Regions from separate parts of the Gossypium hirsutum genome. Here region 2 is linked to region 1. Evidence: chromatin contacts called from public Hi-C data. All regions are on one chromosome and are shown on one strand. The core of a region is the stretch at or near the end of the contact, and the rest is flanking DNA. Distances in the headings are between cores, read along the strand shown.

Evidence for each region. Hi-C and Micro-C count contacts between places; a contact is called where the count stands out from the background.
Region 2: a Hi-C map of seedling shows a contact between it and region 1, with 1.9 times the contacts expected there. The contact joins the promoter of LOC107926498 here to the promoter of LOC107926526 in region 1. A contact is called at or near these places in 2 of 34 Hi-C or Micro-C datasets (hypocotyl and seedling).

The regions. Positions count from the first base shown.
Region 1 is chrD07:58,174,000-58,181,706 of Gossypium_hirsutum_v2.1, forward strand. It overlaps LOC107926526 (golgin candidate 6), which reads left to right and starts at 4,292. Exons shown (of 8, transcript XM_041098046.1): 1 at 4,292-4,423; 2 at 5,005-5,202; 3 at 5,293-5,369; 4 at 5,563-5,780; 5 at 5,888-6,004; 6 at 6,097-6,267; 7 at 6,476-6,541; 8 at 6,646-7,707. The coding sequence starts at 6,208. The coding sequence ends at 7,182. It overlaps LOC107926574 (serine/threonine-protein kinase STY13), which reads left to right. Exons shown (of 6, transcript XM_016857464.2): 1 at 1-288; 2 at 382-514; 3 at 1,210-1,405; 4 at 2,089-2,213; 5 at 2,299-2,457; 6 at 2,544-3,082. The coding sequence starts at 158. The coding sequence ends at 2,864.
Region 2 is chrD07:58,308,971-58,316,677 of Gossypium_hirsutum_v2.1, forward strand. It overlaps LOC107926498 (succinate dehydrogenase [ubiquinone] iron-sulfur subunit 2, mitochondrial), which reads left to right and starts at 5,076. Exons shown (of 2, transcript XM_016857361.2): 1 at 5,076-5,825; 2 at 7,185-7,513. The coding sequence starts at 5,134. The coding sequence ends at 7,362. LOC107926497 (protein WVD2-like 7) reads right to left here. Exons shown (of 9, transcript XM_016857360.2): 9 at 7,569-7,707.

The DNA of each region.
Region 1 (7,707 bases), core at 3,042-5,541:
GGGATGAATCTTTGAGTATTAGTACTTTAATGTAGGCGAAAGCTATGAAAAAGTTTTTTTTTTAAATAAAATAAAATGTGGGATTTTTGAAAAAGGGATTCTTTTTATTTGATCAATAAATGGTAGTTCTTTAGTTATTATTATTGTTATTTTAACAATGGGATCTGGAAATGGGTTTTATTCAACTCAAGAGTTCAATTTAGATTCTAAATGGTTAATTGATCCTCAACAGCTTCTTGTTGGTCCTAAAATTGGTGAAGGTGCTCATGCTAAAGTATATGAAGGAAAGTAAGTAAAATTTTTTTCTCTTTGATTCCAGCTTTTGATCATTTAATACTTGTTATTACATTACAGTTAACTTATGTTTTGTTGTTTTTCTAGATACAAGAATCAAAATGTTGCTATTAAGGTTGTTAGAAGAGGGGAAACCCCTGAAGAAATTGCAAGAAGAGAAGGAAGGTTTGCAAGGGAAGTTGCAATGTTATCCAAAGTTCAACACAAAAATCTTGTCAAGGTTCAAATCCTGTGGCTGAATTTTATGTTTGTTAGGTTTATAGTTAATACCTTATCGATCGATATCCGCAAATCCGCAATGTTTTATGTCATACTTAAGCCGAAATAGGTTGATATTATCTATGAATATCTGCGAAATCGGAAAGTTTTAGGTCATATTAAGCGGCAATAGGCGTCTGTCTTAGCATATTGTGTGCAGGTTTGTTGGATCATTATATTTGTTGGTTTCCGTCGATTGATATCCTGGAATCCACATAGTTTTATGTCATACTTAAGCCGAAATAGGTTGATATTGTCTATGAATATCTGCAAAATCGGAAAGTTTTAGGTCATATTAAGTGGAAATAGGCGTCTGTCTTAGCATTTGGTGTGCCGGTTTGTTGGATCATTATATGTGTTGGTTTCCGTTTATAATCAATACATTGTCGACTGATATCCGCAAATCCACATAGTTTTATGTCATACTTAAGCCGAAATAGGTTGATATTGTCTATGAATATCTGCCAAATCGATAAGTTTTAGGACATGTTAAGCTGCAATAGGCTTCTGTCTTAGCATATGGTGTGAAGGTTTGTTGGATCATTATATATGTTGTTTCGGTTTATTGTCGATGAATATCTGCGAATCTGAAAGTTTGAGGTTTTGTTAAGCGGAAATAGGCTTGTATCTTAGTGGAGTTTTTGTTTATTTTTCCAGTTTATTGGAGCTTGTAAGGAGCCTGTTATGGTGATTGTAACTGAGCTTCTACTAGGTGGGACATTGCGTAAATACCTTCTGAATATGCGGCCTAAATGCTTGGACATGTGTGTGGCGATCGGATTTGCGCTCGATATTGCTCGTGCAATGGAATGCTTACATTCCCATGGGATCATTCACCGGGACCTGAAACCTGGTATGACTATAACTTTTTTCTAACAGTGCTTATATGTCTGCACTAGTTGCTTGCTTTGAAATATTAGTGTACTAGGAAATGGATTGCATTTTGTCCCCTTTTCTCAAAAAAGGGAAAAATAGTCCTTGTACTTTAGATTAAATAGCAAACTGGTCCTTCTGGTAATATTTCATCCATTCTTACTGTTAAAAACTGCCCCCTGTACCTCATGCTGAGGTACACATGGCATGCCGCATGTCACTATCTGGTTATTCCATCAGCTACGTCAGTTTTTAACAGTTCAAATAAATGAAATTTGTAATAGAAAGGACCAAATTACTTTTTGATCTAACGTGCTGGGAACAATTTGCCCATTTTTAGGTAGAAGTGACAAAATGCAATATGACTCCTGGTACAAAGGCCTCCTATGGTTCTTTTACCAAAAATTTGGTTGCTTCTATGTATTTGCTACTTGATGGATCATTAGTTTCATACCGTATAGCATATCTCGTGGAAACTCTTGACTAACAGAGAAGAATCGATTTTATAATGATTTTTCATCCTTACCTAATGAAAATTTCCCTTTTTAAACTGGCCAAAAAATACGAATACTGTAATTTAGGAGGACAAGCTGAGTCCATGAGATATTGTGTTGTCGACTTTAATACGCTTGCGTGATCCCAATAAATTCTGTCCTATTGTAGAGAACCTGATATTGACCGAAGACCATAAAACAGTTAAACTCGCGGATTTCGGTTTAGCCAGGGAAGAGTCATTAACCGAAATGATGACTGCTGAAACCGGGACGTATCGTTGGATGGCTCCAGAGGTAAACTTAAAACTGATGTTTCTTTCTGTATGAACTTTGGGTTTTCTTTTACATTTGTGATGCTTAACCTTTACATACGGAACAGCTTTATAGCACGGTCACGCTAAGGCAGGGAGAGAAAAAGCATTACAATCATAAAGTAGACGCGTACAGCTTTGCTATCGTGTTATGGGAACTCATCCATAACAAGTTACCATTCGAGGGCATGTCGAATTTACAAGCCGCATATGCAGCCGCTTTTAAGGTAAAATGAATAACACATAGCCTTGTTTTTGTACCGATAAACTAAGATGGGGATGGTTTCTCGAGTTTTAACTTTGTTATTTTCAGAATGTTCGGCCTAGTGCTGAAGACCTTCCGGAAGATTTAGCAGCGATCGTGACTTCATGTTGGCAAGAGGATCCGAATGCTCGACCCAATTTCACTCAAATCATACAAATGCTATTACACTATCTCTCGACGGTTTCACCACCTGAGCTGGTAATGATGCCTCCGAAAAGAACAACATCCGAGAACGTTGTGTTCCCGCCGGAATCCCCGGGAACAAGCTCGTTGATGGCTGCTAGAGATGATGTAGTGGAAACCCCGAAAACCGTGGACGGAGAGGATAGGCGAAAAGGTTTCTTCTTCTGCTTTAACCAGTGTTATTGATCCCCTTTGAAGACACAATTTTGTATTTCAAAGGGTATTATTATCACAAAATTAAAATTTTAGGGAAGTTAAATAAAGTAAAATTAGCATAAATTGCTTAGATATTAGAAAGAAAAAGTGAAAAAATAATTGTTAAAATTAATCAGATTAATTTAGTTCATAATTGTTAAATTTGCACATTACTTTTAAATTAATGGATCAAAGAACTTTTGGTGGTAGGGGTTGCTTCCATTTTTCATTTTGTTTTAAATATTATTATTTCATAAAGAAAATATCAGTTAATCTATTTTTACTATTAAAAACTGGTCTTTATATATTAATACGACCACTTATTGTTCTGTTAATTACGTCAGATTTTAATAATACAAATGAATGAAGTTTTTAATAAAAATGAAAAAGAATTATTAAGAAAGCAATTACTTTTTCTAATATAATAGAACCCAAATTGAGAATTTTGATCAATTAAAATATATTATATATTTATTTTTACTTTAATTTATAGTTTTTATATTTCACAAAAATTGAGAATTTAAACTAATCATCGATAAACACATAATTTTTTTAATTAATTTTGCCAACTATTGTTTTTAAATTGGCTTAATATAACATTTGGTACTTAAACTTGATTTTGTTTTCTTAATTTGGTACTTAATTTTTTATGGGTCCAATTTGGTACCTAAATTTGACATTTTCCCCCTAATTTGATACCTAAACTTTACACTTTTTATTAAGTTGGTACTTAAATCTTTTTTGGGGTCCAATTTGGTACCTAAATTTAAATCTTTCTCCTAATTTGGTACCTAATCTTTTTTTGTTTGATTTTGTACTTGAACTTGTCAAACGTTTTACAAATTACTCTAATATACTAACAATGTTATTTTTTTATGAGGTAGTAAAAATAATCAATGTATGACTGACATGTGGTAGATGATATGATTTTTTTTGTATTTTACATGTTCAATTACTTTTAATTCTATTTGTTTAATTAATTATTTAATTAATTGAAAATAATTAATTTCTTTTAATTTGAGTTTTTAAAACTCTTTTTCTTATTTAATATTAATTTGTTAAGAATAGCTCCATACTTATTTTTTACATAAATTTCCTTAACACTAATAGTATTTTTGTAGCGTAATAAAAAAAAACATTGTTAGTGTTTTGCTTAGTTTGTATAACATTTAATAAATCTGGTACCAAACTAGAAAAAAGTGTCAAGTTCAGGTACCAAATTGAGCTAAAAATGTTTAGGTACCAAATTAAAAAAAAGTGCAAAGTTACAATACCAAATGTTATATTAAGCATTAATTATATAAAACGATAAAGTTTAACAATATTACTCGATTTCAACTTTTATGAAAAGACTTTGGTGGGCCCAAAAGACCAGTAATACGGCACCGTCTTATTCTATTATATTTGTATTTTTTTCCTTCGCTCAAAGCCTTCCCTTTTTGATAATCGGAACATCACTTGACAAAACGACGATCAAGGTCCACATGAAACGCAGATCCGATTTCATTCTCTTTTTTCACTATACTTGGATCATCTCCAGTTTTTGAACAGTATGTGTCTATTTGTTCAGTAAGGTTAGCAATTCCATTTTTGCAGGCTTTCCCGTACGCATGGGTGTCTTATAGGATGAACGTGATGATGTTGAAATGGTTTGTGATGCAATGTTTATTCTATTTGTTCCTCTTGTTGTTTCTTGTATACTGTTTCTCACTAGTGCTTGTGCTACCTCTGGAGAACTTTGATTCAGCAGTTTGCTGTCAATCAAGAATATTTTCGTGGCTTTTTTGGAAAACTATATTCAAATGGTCTTCAAGGAGGAATTTGTAGTTCTCAGATGTATTAGATTTATTAGTGAAGGATTAAAGGGTTCAGTGATTAGCCTGAGAGTGGGATGATCTAGCTCTATGATCTGTGTTTATGCTTCTAACTTGTTATTTCCGGGTTACCTCCCTAGTCCCTATTCACGACCAAAGAAGTTTCTGGTGATTGTTCTTGGCAAATAATATTGCAGTTTTGTTTTCTTCATAAACCAAATATTCTTGTTTACCTTTATCCCACAATGTAACCTTTTTGATCCAGAATTTCCTGAAAATGGAAAAAAGATTGATCACCATTCATTCCCTTCATGCAGGTTCGTTGGGGCCCTTGAAACTCTTGTTAGTGCTTTGACACCAATTGATCATGCAAAAGGGCCTACGAACGAGGTTCAGCCAGCTTTAATGAATACTGATTTACTTTCCCAAGAATCAGAGAGCATTGCTCTTCTACTAAGTTTGCTGGTTAGAGTTCTTTGTATCAGAGAGCTCCTTACTTGACTCGTGAGGCAGAGGTGAACTTTTGGTTTGTTTAATCTCCCTGTATTCAGCCGTTCAATATTTGATTGCTGCACCTGAACCTTGCTTAATATATTTGATTGTAGTCTTCGAAGGTGCATTTGAAAAGATTTTTGGTATTATTAAGGAGGAAGGAGGTTCTGAAGGGGGTGTTGTTGTGCAGGTGATTTATTTCATTTAATTTTTTCGAGTTAAGTGAATTTATACTGGCTGGTTTGCTGTTATACCACTCTTTTTTTTATTTTTTTTGGCAGCTTGTGTAGCTAATTCACGCATGCTGTGTATCCTAATTTGCTATGATATGTTGGAGCAATCTATAAATGAAAGAATGTGATGCTTATATTGTTCTTGAACAGGACTGTCTCAAGCTGGTGAACAATCTTCTTCATAGTAATGCATCAAATCGGGTTTACTCCATGTTTTATTTTCATCGTTACCAATCTCTTTTGTGAGGGTTTATCTGCTGCTGATTTTAAGTGGGTTTTAGGTAGTACTAAGGGAGACTGTGGGCTTTGACCCATTAATATCACTCTTGAAACTAAGAGGAAGTGCTTACAGTTTCAGTCAACAGAAGGTTAGATATTCAATTGTTTATAGCTTTATGTGGCTTCTGTTTTTTCTCCATGATGTCACAAGCTAACAGGTCATTTGCTGTTCTTCATGAAACAAACAACATGCCAGTAGACAACTAAAATAATCAGTGCATTGGAGACTGTTAATTTGTTGATGATGGGAGGTTCAGAAGCTGATCCTTAAAAAGACTTGAACAAGATCACCAGTAAAACGGTCCTAGTTCAGGTTCATTAGGAATCATTTCTGCTTCAATTAAATGCCTAAGAGCTATCTGTTTAACTGATAGATTATCTTGTTTCTGGTTTTCTTGATTGTAGAAAAAGTTGTTGGACCATCTGCTAGAAAATGTATTGATCCTATGGAGCCAGTTAAATCTTAAAGCTTTACTGTTGGCTTGGTCCATCGATGAAATTATTTAATTATGTTGTATGTATGGCAGCATGCTATTACATGGTCTTGCATTGAGTGAAAGCAACGGTGATCTTGAGGTAACGTAATGGTCTCATGTCTCCATTCCGCATCGTTAACTTAGTGAAAACGAACGATACAGAGATCATAAATTTGGACCATCTCATGATATTACCTGAAGCTTTTTTTATAAATATCGATATCCATCATGTATGGTATTAGATTTTCTTCATTCTTAATGGCGAATACTGCCTGAGAATTATCTAGCTCTGATATCTTAAAGTACAGACTTGTTGCGGGGCTGCTAGTGTTCTTACTTACATTCTCAAGGACAATTCTTGGTGCAAAGAAAGGGTATGCTGTGACATTTTGTTTCTCTTTTACACTTGCATATAGAGAAAACTGCTAACTACATGCCTCGATTTTTCTCTAATCTGATTTTGATGGAGATTGTGCAGGTCCTACAAATTGAACTTGAAGCCCCAACTCCATCCTTCGGGGCTCCAGAGCTACTATTGCACCGTATCGTTAGGTACTTGGCTGTTGCCTCTTCCGATAAAGATGGGAAGCCAGGTTTCTCGTATGTTCAACCAGTTATGTTGAAACTGCTCGTCACTTGGCTAGCAGATTGCCCAAGTGCAGTGCAATGCTTCTTAAATTCACGTCCCCACTTAACGTATTTGCTTGAGTTAGTTTCAAATACATCATCAACCGTGTGTGTTATGGGGTTGGCTGCATTTATCTTGGGAGAATGTGTGATTTACAATAAATCTAGTGAAAGCGGAAAGGATGCTATTACCGTAGCTGATGCCATAAGCCAGAAAATTGGTCTTGCATCATACTTTCTAAAGTTCGATAAGATGCAGAGAAGCTCCCTTTTCTCATCGGCAAAGTCAGCTGAGTCCCATAAACCGCTGACTAGATCCGCTGCTGCTAGTACGTTAGAGATTGAAGATGTTGCTGAGGATGATATCTATCTCCAACACTCGTGTTAATTAGTTTTCACCTGTCTCATCTTCTGCTTTCCATGTGCTTTTCATTCCTAGAAACTTCTTGGCCGAAATGCCACTTTGGCTGAGAATTTGGCAAGGGCAGGTGGGAGTGGGAATTCTCAACCTGAGCTAAAGGCGGGCAGCGGCTCAGACCGGGTCCAAGTAGAGATACTTCGTAGAGATCTTCTGGAGGCATCACAACGGGTAGAGATGCACAAGGCAGAGAAAGCTAAATTTGAATCGGAGGCATCGACATACCAGAATTTGGCCGGGAAGCTGGAGTCTGATCTTAAGAGTCTTTCAGATGCTTACAATAGTCTTGAGCAGAGCAATCACCACCTCGAAAAACAAGTGGAAGCCTTAGAGATTGGCAGGACATTAACATCCCCTGATATCGAGGCAGTAAGGACCAAAGCTCGAGAAGAAGCCCAGAAGGAAAGCGAAGCAGAGCTAAACGATTTACTCGTGTGCCTCGGTCAAGAACAGAGCAAGGTGGAAAGACTAAGTGCAGGGTTATGGGAACTAGGT
Region 2 (7,707 bases), core at 3,826-6,325, 140 kb after region 1:
GATTCGTGTGTTTTCACGACAATGGTCTATTTGTGACCTTGGTCCTTCCGCTTTCAAACTCCTTTTTATATGGTCTTAATTTCACTTTTTTTAATTTTTAGATTGCACCATTTGTAACAGCCCATTTTCAGTGAAATCGGAACAATAGTTTTGGGACCACAAATCTGAGTCTATAAGAAAAATTATTTTAATATTATTACATGGTCTGCATTATGATAGGAATGTCGTATAAAAATTTTGTTAAGAAAATTTTACCGATTACATGTCTAATTTGATAAAGGACCAAATTGCATAAAATGCAAAAGTTGAGTTCTAGTAGCTATAGGTATCAAATAGCTATGGAATTCAAAATTTGAGGTCCTTATATGGAAAATAGTCCATTAAGAGGAGTTAGTAGATAAGTATGATGATTCATCAATGGGAAATTAATTAAAGAAAATGGCTAAATTAAAAAGTGAAATAATAAAAGATGATAAATGATAAAATAATGAAAATATCATCATATTATCATCTTTCCCAAATGAAAATCCATGGAAACCCTAGTTATGGGTATTGAGTTCTAGCAAGCTTATTTGCTCAATTAGATCCAGATAGACAAAATACGGAATTAGATCGAGGAACAGAGAAAGTGTCGGACTAGTGGACAACAAATCAACAAACACTTGTCAAGGTAAGTTCGTGTAACTAAGTTGTGTATATTTATATGTTTGAAATTAATGTTGTATATGTGAATTGTATAAATGTCATATGTATAAAATTGATCACATATCTGATAATAGCTGATAAATAATAAGACCTGTTTGGATAAATGAGATTCGATGGATACAAGGTTCCCGAATTGGTTGTGGTCCTGCATATGTTGCGAACACACCACAGCTCGAAAGAGCATCCCGTTATTATCTCTCATGAGCATCACGTTATTAGCCCTCTCGAGCTTTCCATTATATGATTCTTGCGAGCTTCCCGTTAATAGCTTTTCGGAGCATCCCGATTGGTTGTGATTCTGTATGTATTGCAGACACACCACAGCTCTTATGAGCGTCCCGATATATGGCTCTTAGTGAGCTTCCCAATTAAAGGCTCTTTGTGAACTTCCCGATATATGGCTATCTGGAGCTTCCAGATATTGGCTCGCTTAAACTTCCTGATATATGGCTATTCGGAGCTTTCTGATTATTGGCTCACGTGAACTTTCTGATTATGGCTTTTATGAGCTTCCCGTTATACAGCCCGGATAAGCTTCCCGTTACATGGCTCACATGAGCTTCCCGTTATATGGCTTGAGAGAGAGCTTCTCATTTATGTGCTCGTATGAGAAATTCCGAATATGAATTGACGAATTACAGTTTGTATAATTCAAGTGTACTACCTGTGTATCCATTGATATTTCTAAAAAATTCAACGGGTAAAGTTTCTGACATGGGATAATCAAAATTTGAAATAAAATATTATGGAAATGTATATGTTATATGAATATATGATGTGGAAAACATATGTACATGAAACTTTGTTACATGATGAGCTCATTTTTTCTTGATATTCACATGAATTACATAACTAACATGTTTCTTGAGATTATATGTGTTTAGGCAAACTGCCAAATTTCTTTGGATGAATTTTGCATGCTTACTTTAAATATAAATGAATGGTAAGTTAATTTCCCGTTATACAAACTTACTAAGCATAATATGCCTACCCTGTATTATTTTTCTTGTTTTATAGTAATTCGGAAGCTCGAAGTGGTTGGAAGCTGGTCGGAGCAACATCACACTATCCTTCGGCTTATTTCGGTATATATATATATAAAGAATTATATTTTGGTATAATGGCATGTATAGGTGCAAATGGGTTTTTGATGACAAATATGTGTTTTGGTTATAAATAGCCATTGGAATGGCTTGAGTTGGACATACTTTTGTTATGTATATATTTTGTGTGGCTTCTTCATGTTTGTTGTGTTTGATGTGGTTGAGTGATGGATAAGTTATAGGCATATTGATGTATGAGATGAGATAGTATAGTTGGTATAAGTAAGCAAATAAATGTTTTGATTAATATGGTAAATTTGAATGTTGAGAAATGAGGTATATGACTTGGTTGTGGTTTAGTTTAAATGTCTTGGATTGGTTATTGAATGTGTTAAAAATGTTAATGTAGGTGGAAGACCAAATCGGTGAGAAATATGGCTTAGAAATAGTCTTAGTTCGTCCACACTGGTAGAGACACGGGCGTGTGTCTCAGCCGTGTGTGACACACGGCCTAGCACATGGACGTGTGTCTTGGCCGTGTGTCCCCTGTTTTTTAAAAATTTCAAAACAGAATGCTTAGAATTTCTCACACGGCCTGGCACACGGGTGTGTGACTTGGCCGTGTGACCCAAGTCAGAGAGTTACACGGGTACTAACACGGGCTGGGACACGGCTGTGTGCCCTATTTCAAATGCCTTCACGGCTTGTAACACGGGCGTGTCTATTGGCCATGTGAGCCACACGGCCTGACCAGACGAGCGTGTGCACCCTTCACCTAGGAAAAATTTTAAAATTTCGCGAAAAATTCTCTGAGTACCCGGTTTAGTCTCGACTTGTTTCTAATGTATGTTTTGGGCTCCGATGGCTCATATAAGGGACTTTATGAATAATATCTTATATGAATGTTAAATAATATGAAATTTCTGTATTTGATTTGTTTATTCCGGTAATGCTCCATAGCCTTGTTCCGGTGACGGATACAGGTTAGGGGTGTTACACGATTTAATTTTAATTTGTTTTGATTTAGTCCTTCGTATGCTGACCCCTTGGGGAATGACGCGTGTCCTGGAGTTTTGGGATAATTTCTCATTTAGTCCCTATTTCTTTTCGCGCATTTCATTTGGTCCTTTATTCCATTTTATGAGTTTATTTTTTATTATTTACAATGTATACCCCTAATTTCATTTAAATTTCAATTTAATCCTTTGCTTATTTAACTTCAACCTTTTTGCAAACTGTTTCTATTATTATTTATTTATTTACTTACTTACTTATTTTTTATATATATACTTAAAAATTAGATTGTATACATTCTTTTATTTGTGCTTTTTTTCAATTTATTATTATTTTCCTTTTTTGTTCTTGTTATTTTATTATTTCTTTTATTATTTTTGGCACTTTCATGTCATGTCTATTTATCTTTTTAATCATACATGTTCCATTTTTATTTTATTTTAAGTTACCTTATCTATTTTATTATTATGATATGATTAATAATAATAATATTATTACATTATTGTTATTATAATATTCCCTTATTTATCTATTATTTATCATTCTAATATTCTACCCATATAGCCATTTTATATTATTTCATTATCACTATATCATACATTGTGTTTAAATATATTTGCCCGTTTCATACTATGCCCGAATAAACTAAATATTCATCATTTTAAGTGTTACATTAATTTTTATTCGATGCATAAAAAGGGGAATTTCAAAACTAATGCAACATTCTTATTTAGAAATTCGAGAAATCATACCCTAACTTACGGGGTTTGATTTTCTCTTTGAACCTAAATAACTGAACATCCTTTTAAAACTAAAAACACATGATATTTAAACAATAATTAAATAAGGAGCAATTTTATTTTCGAGAATTCGGGATGTCGTGTCCTAACTTACGGGACACGACCTTTTCATTTTGGTTATCTCGAAATAAAAAGGTTTCTTATATAAGTTTTGGCTTAACTAAGTGATTTAATTAAAAAATCATGCAAAGAGGGATCCTATTTAAATTTTTGAATTTTCAACACTAAGACACCAAGTAATCATTTTGGTACCAACTTTGGGCGTTATGAGGGTGCTAATTCTTCCTCATACGTAACTGACTCCCGAACCGTTTTTTTCAGATTTTTGTATACCAAAAATAATTTAAAAATTTTAGTAATGTATTAAAACTTTGAGGTGATCCGATGACACCTAAATAAAAGGGATTGGTGGTGACTCCATTTAGCTCTTTTTAAAAATAAAAGTCGATTTCAAAAAAGATTTCGACAAACGACACTTCGAATTCGAAGACTTCTCCAAAGGAGTTGACCCCTCTTAACAATATTTAATATTTTTATTTACATTACTTGAACATATAAATAAACATACTTATAAATATTATTAATTGTAATGAATTGCATATAGTAAGACAATTTTACATAAATTTAATTTAATGTCCAAAAAACATTTTGTTTGCTCATTATAATTTATTTTATTGGCATCATTATTTTTTATCCAAAAATAAATCTCACCATTGATTTTAATCTTATTGCTACGATCACTAATCTCACCGCTACAATAATTGATCTCATTGATATAGTTGTCTTTAATCTCACTAGAACCAATTTCACTATCCAAACCCAGAATTTTGAAGAAGTCGAATTCAAAATCATCCAAACCCAAAAACCAAAATTTTGGAGTGTTTTTATGTTTAGGATTAATGCATTATTTGGATCTTGAACTTAGTAAATATTTTCATAGAACCCCTTTTTTTTCAAGTTTTCCCTTGAACTAGATAATTGTTCCTACATTGGGGATTAAACTGTTTTTATCCAAACTCGGATCTATGCAGAAACAATTGTCTAGTTCAATAATTAACTTAGGCAAAAAAAATTTAGACCCAATATAAAAACAATTGGCAAATTCAAATACTAACTTGGATCAAAAAGTAATTTAAATCTTAATACAAGAACAATTGTTAAATTCAAGCCTCAAATAGTCCATTAAGTTTATTACAATCTTTGGGCCCAAAACTTCAGCCCAAACTCTCATCATCATCAAATGTAATATCTTTTTTTCCCTTTGTTTTACCCAAAAAAACCCAAAATCTTAAGCCCAAATATCTCATAGTTTCCAAAAACATTATTATCCAATAATAATCGGCCGCGTGTATAAATATGATTTGCCGCCATGCTAAGCACACGCCCTAGAAAATAATAGAAAGAAATGTATGCTCCACGACAAATCCACGTGAACCCCTAACCTACGGCCCACATTCATCCACGTCACCAAACCGACTTTAAAAAGTCTATCCAATCCACGGCACTTTTCCCATAATTTATTTATTCATTATTCAACTGCCTGCCACTGCACTTTTCCTTTTCCCGAAACAATGGCGACCAATTTGATCCGTGGAGCGATGAACATGACGTCACGTTTGCGGTCATCGACAGTGGCTCCAGCGTCGCGGCTGGTGTTGGACCGTCCTTACGCCACCGAAACGGAAGCTCAAAAGGTGGAACCGAAAGCCTCCTCCGGCAGCGGCGGCACCAGCATGAAAACCTTCCAAATCTATCGATGGAACCCAGATAATCCTACGAAACCCCAACTTCAAGACTTCAAAATCGACTTAAAAGAATGCGGACCCATGGTGCTTGATGCCTTGATCAAGATCAAGAACGAGATGGATCCATCGCTCACCTTCCGTCGTTCCTGCCGTGAAGGGATTTGTGGCTCTTGTGCAATGAACATCAACGGTTGTAACGGGTTAGCATGTCTTACCAAGATCGAATCTGGACCGTCGGAAACGACGATCACGCCGTTGCCGCATATGTTTGTGATAAAAGATTTGGTGGTTGATATGACTAATTTTTATAATCAATATAAGAGCATTGAGCCTTGGTTGAAGAGGAAGAATCCGCCACCGACGGCGGGGAAAGAGATTCCGCAATCTAAAAAGGACAGAGCCAAGTTAGATGGGATGTATGAGTGTATCTTGTGTGCTTGTTGCAGTACCAGCTGTCCTAGTTATTGGTGGAATCCTGAATCTTATTTGGGTCCTGCTGCTTTGCTTCACGCTAACAGGTAATCAAAATAATGAATTTTTTGGGTTTCCTTTGTTAATTTTATATCAACGATGGTTCTTGTGTTTGGGTTTTGGTATTTATTTGATTGGTTGTTAGGAAAAAAACTAAAAAAGCTAGCTTTATCTTCAGTCATTAACAGAAAGGGAAGTTATGTTAATGGCGGTTTTGGGATTTATTTGGTTGATAACTGAAAAAGAAGGGGAAATGTAAAAGCTTTTGACGGTGATTATTTCAATTCCTATTCTAATTAATCATTTTGAAATTAGGGTTTTATGATTGATTCTTTGAAGTTTAGCTTTATATTAATTATTTGAATTTTGAGAGTTAAATTTTAGTACTTTATTGGGAAGTTCTGATTTTGTTCATTGTCAGTTTTGTATAGAGCAAATCTTAGGCCATAAATGTAGTTTTGATTTGTTAGATCAGCATTGCAAGTGTTTTTTGTTTATTCATCTTGTCACTTCTGTTTGAAGTTTTTGCTAAGTCCACTACTAGGTTGAGATTAGTGTTGTACTCAATACTCGCTTAGTATGCTGTCTTTTTAGGTTAGAGTACCATGGAGGTCCCTATTTTAGTTGTTAGATTGCATTTTGCTTCCCAGACTAAAAACATAAGCAAATTAGTTCCTATGCATTAGATCAGAGAGCCAATTGGTCATTGGTGTTAAAAATTTCATCTATTTATATTGTTAAAAACTGGCGTGGTTGATGAAATGACCGGAGAATGACATGTGCTGTGTTGCTGAAGTATAAAGACCAATTTTTAATATTAGAAATGGATGGAATTTCTAACAATAGAAGGACCAGTTTGCTCAGAGACTAATTTGCTCTCTTTTTTAGTATAGGGGCCAAAATGCAATCCCGACTTCTCATACAAGGTCTTCTATAGTACTTATACTGTCTATGCTACTGTACTCGAGAGGGTATTTTTGGATACTAAAGAGAGAATGAAGGGTTCGGATAACAGAGAAGCTTTACATATGTCCATAAAATCCAATATTCTTAAAAGAGTAAAATGTTTCCTGAATTTTTGTTGTAGATATGCAAAAGCTAATGGTTAAACCTTTAGTATTGGAAAGGTTCAATTATTGATGCTTGGTTATCTTGTTTATTCAATAAATTCTTGTAGCTTTTATAAATTCTATAATCAAGTTTGGTTTTAGGTCTTGATGGATATTGATTACAATCACCTAGGTTTTACTAACTAGTGTTTTTGCTTATTAATTTTAATGCTTTCCCCACTTAATTATGTCTAGTTCTTATATGATATATTGTTTTTTCTCTGAGAATGTGAAAGATAATTGATTACCTTTTGAGTTTATGAAGAGCTTCTTAACCATATACTCTCTCATATGCAGATGGATAAGCGATAGCCGTGACGAATACACAAAAGAGAGATTGGATGCCATAAATGACGAGTTTAAGTTGTATCGTTGCCATACTATATTGAATTGTGCTCGTGCTTGCCCGAAGGGTCTGAACCCAGGAAAACAGATCACAAACATCAAGCACCTTCAGCTGACTGGTGGTGCTTAAAGTTTCAAACTTCACAATAAATTGTTGTCTATTTAAAACCAGTTAATCTGGATCCTTGAACAATTTGTTTCAAGTTAAGGATGCCAATAATTGTATTCTGTATGTAGACTTTATTTTCATTTGATATAATGCCAAATTTGATAATTTTATAGCTGGTTTCAATGTGTTACTTCTATGAATATGTTCTGTTTGTTTTAACAGTAAGGTTTTTGAAGAATCATATCTCATATCAACATTCGAATACGTTCGAAGGAACAAGTTTTGACAATATGTAACTAAATAGTACTCTACTAATATGAATTTGCTAAGCTTTAGGAGTAGTTTCTTTTGTTGTACAGCCTCTCC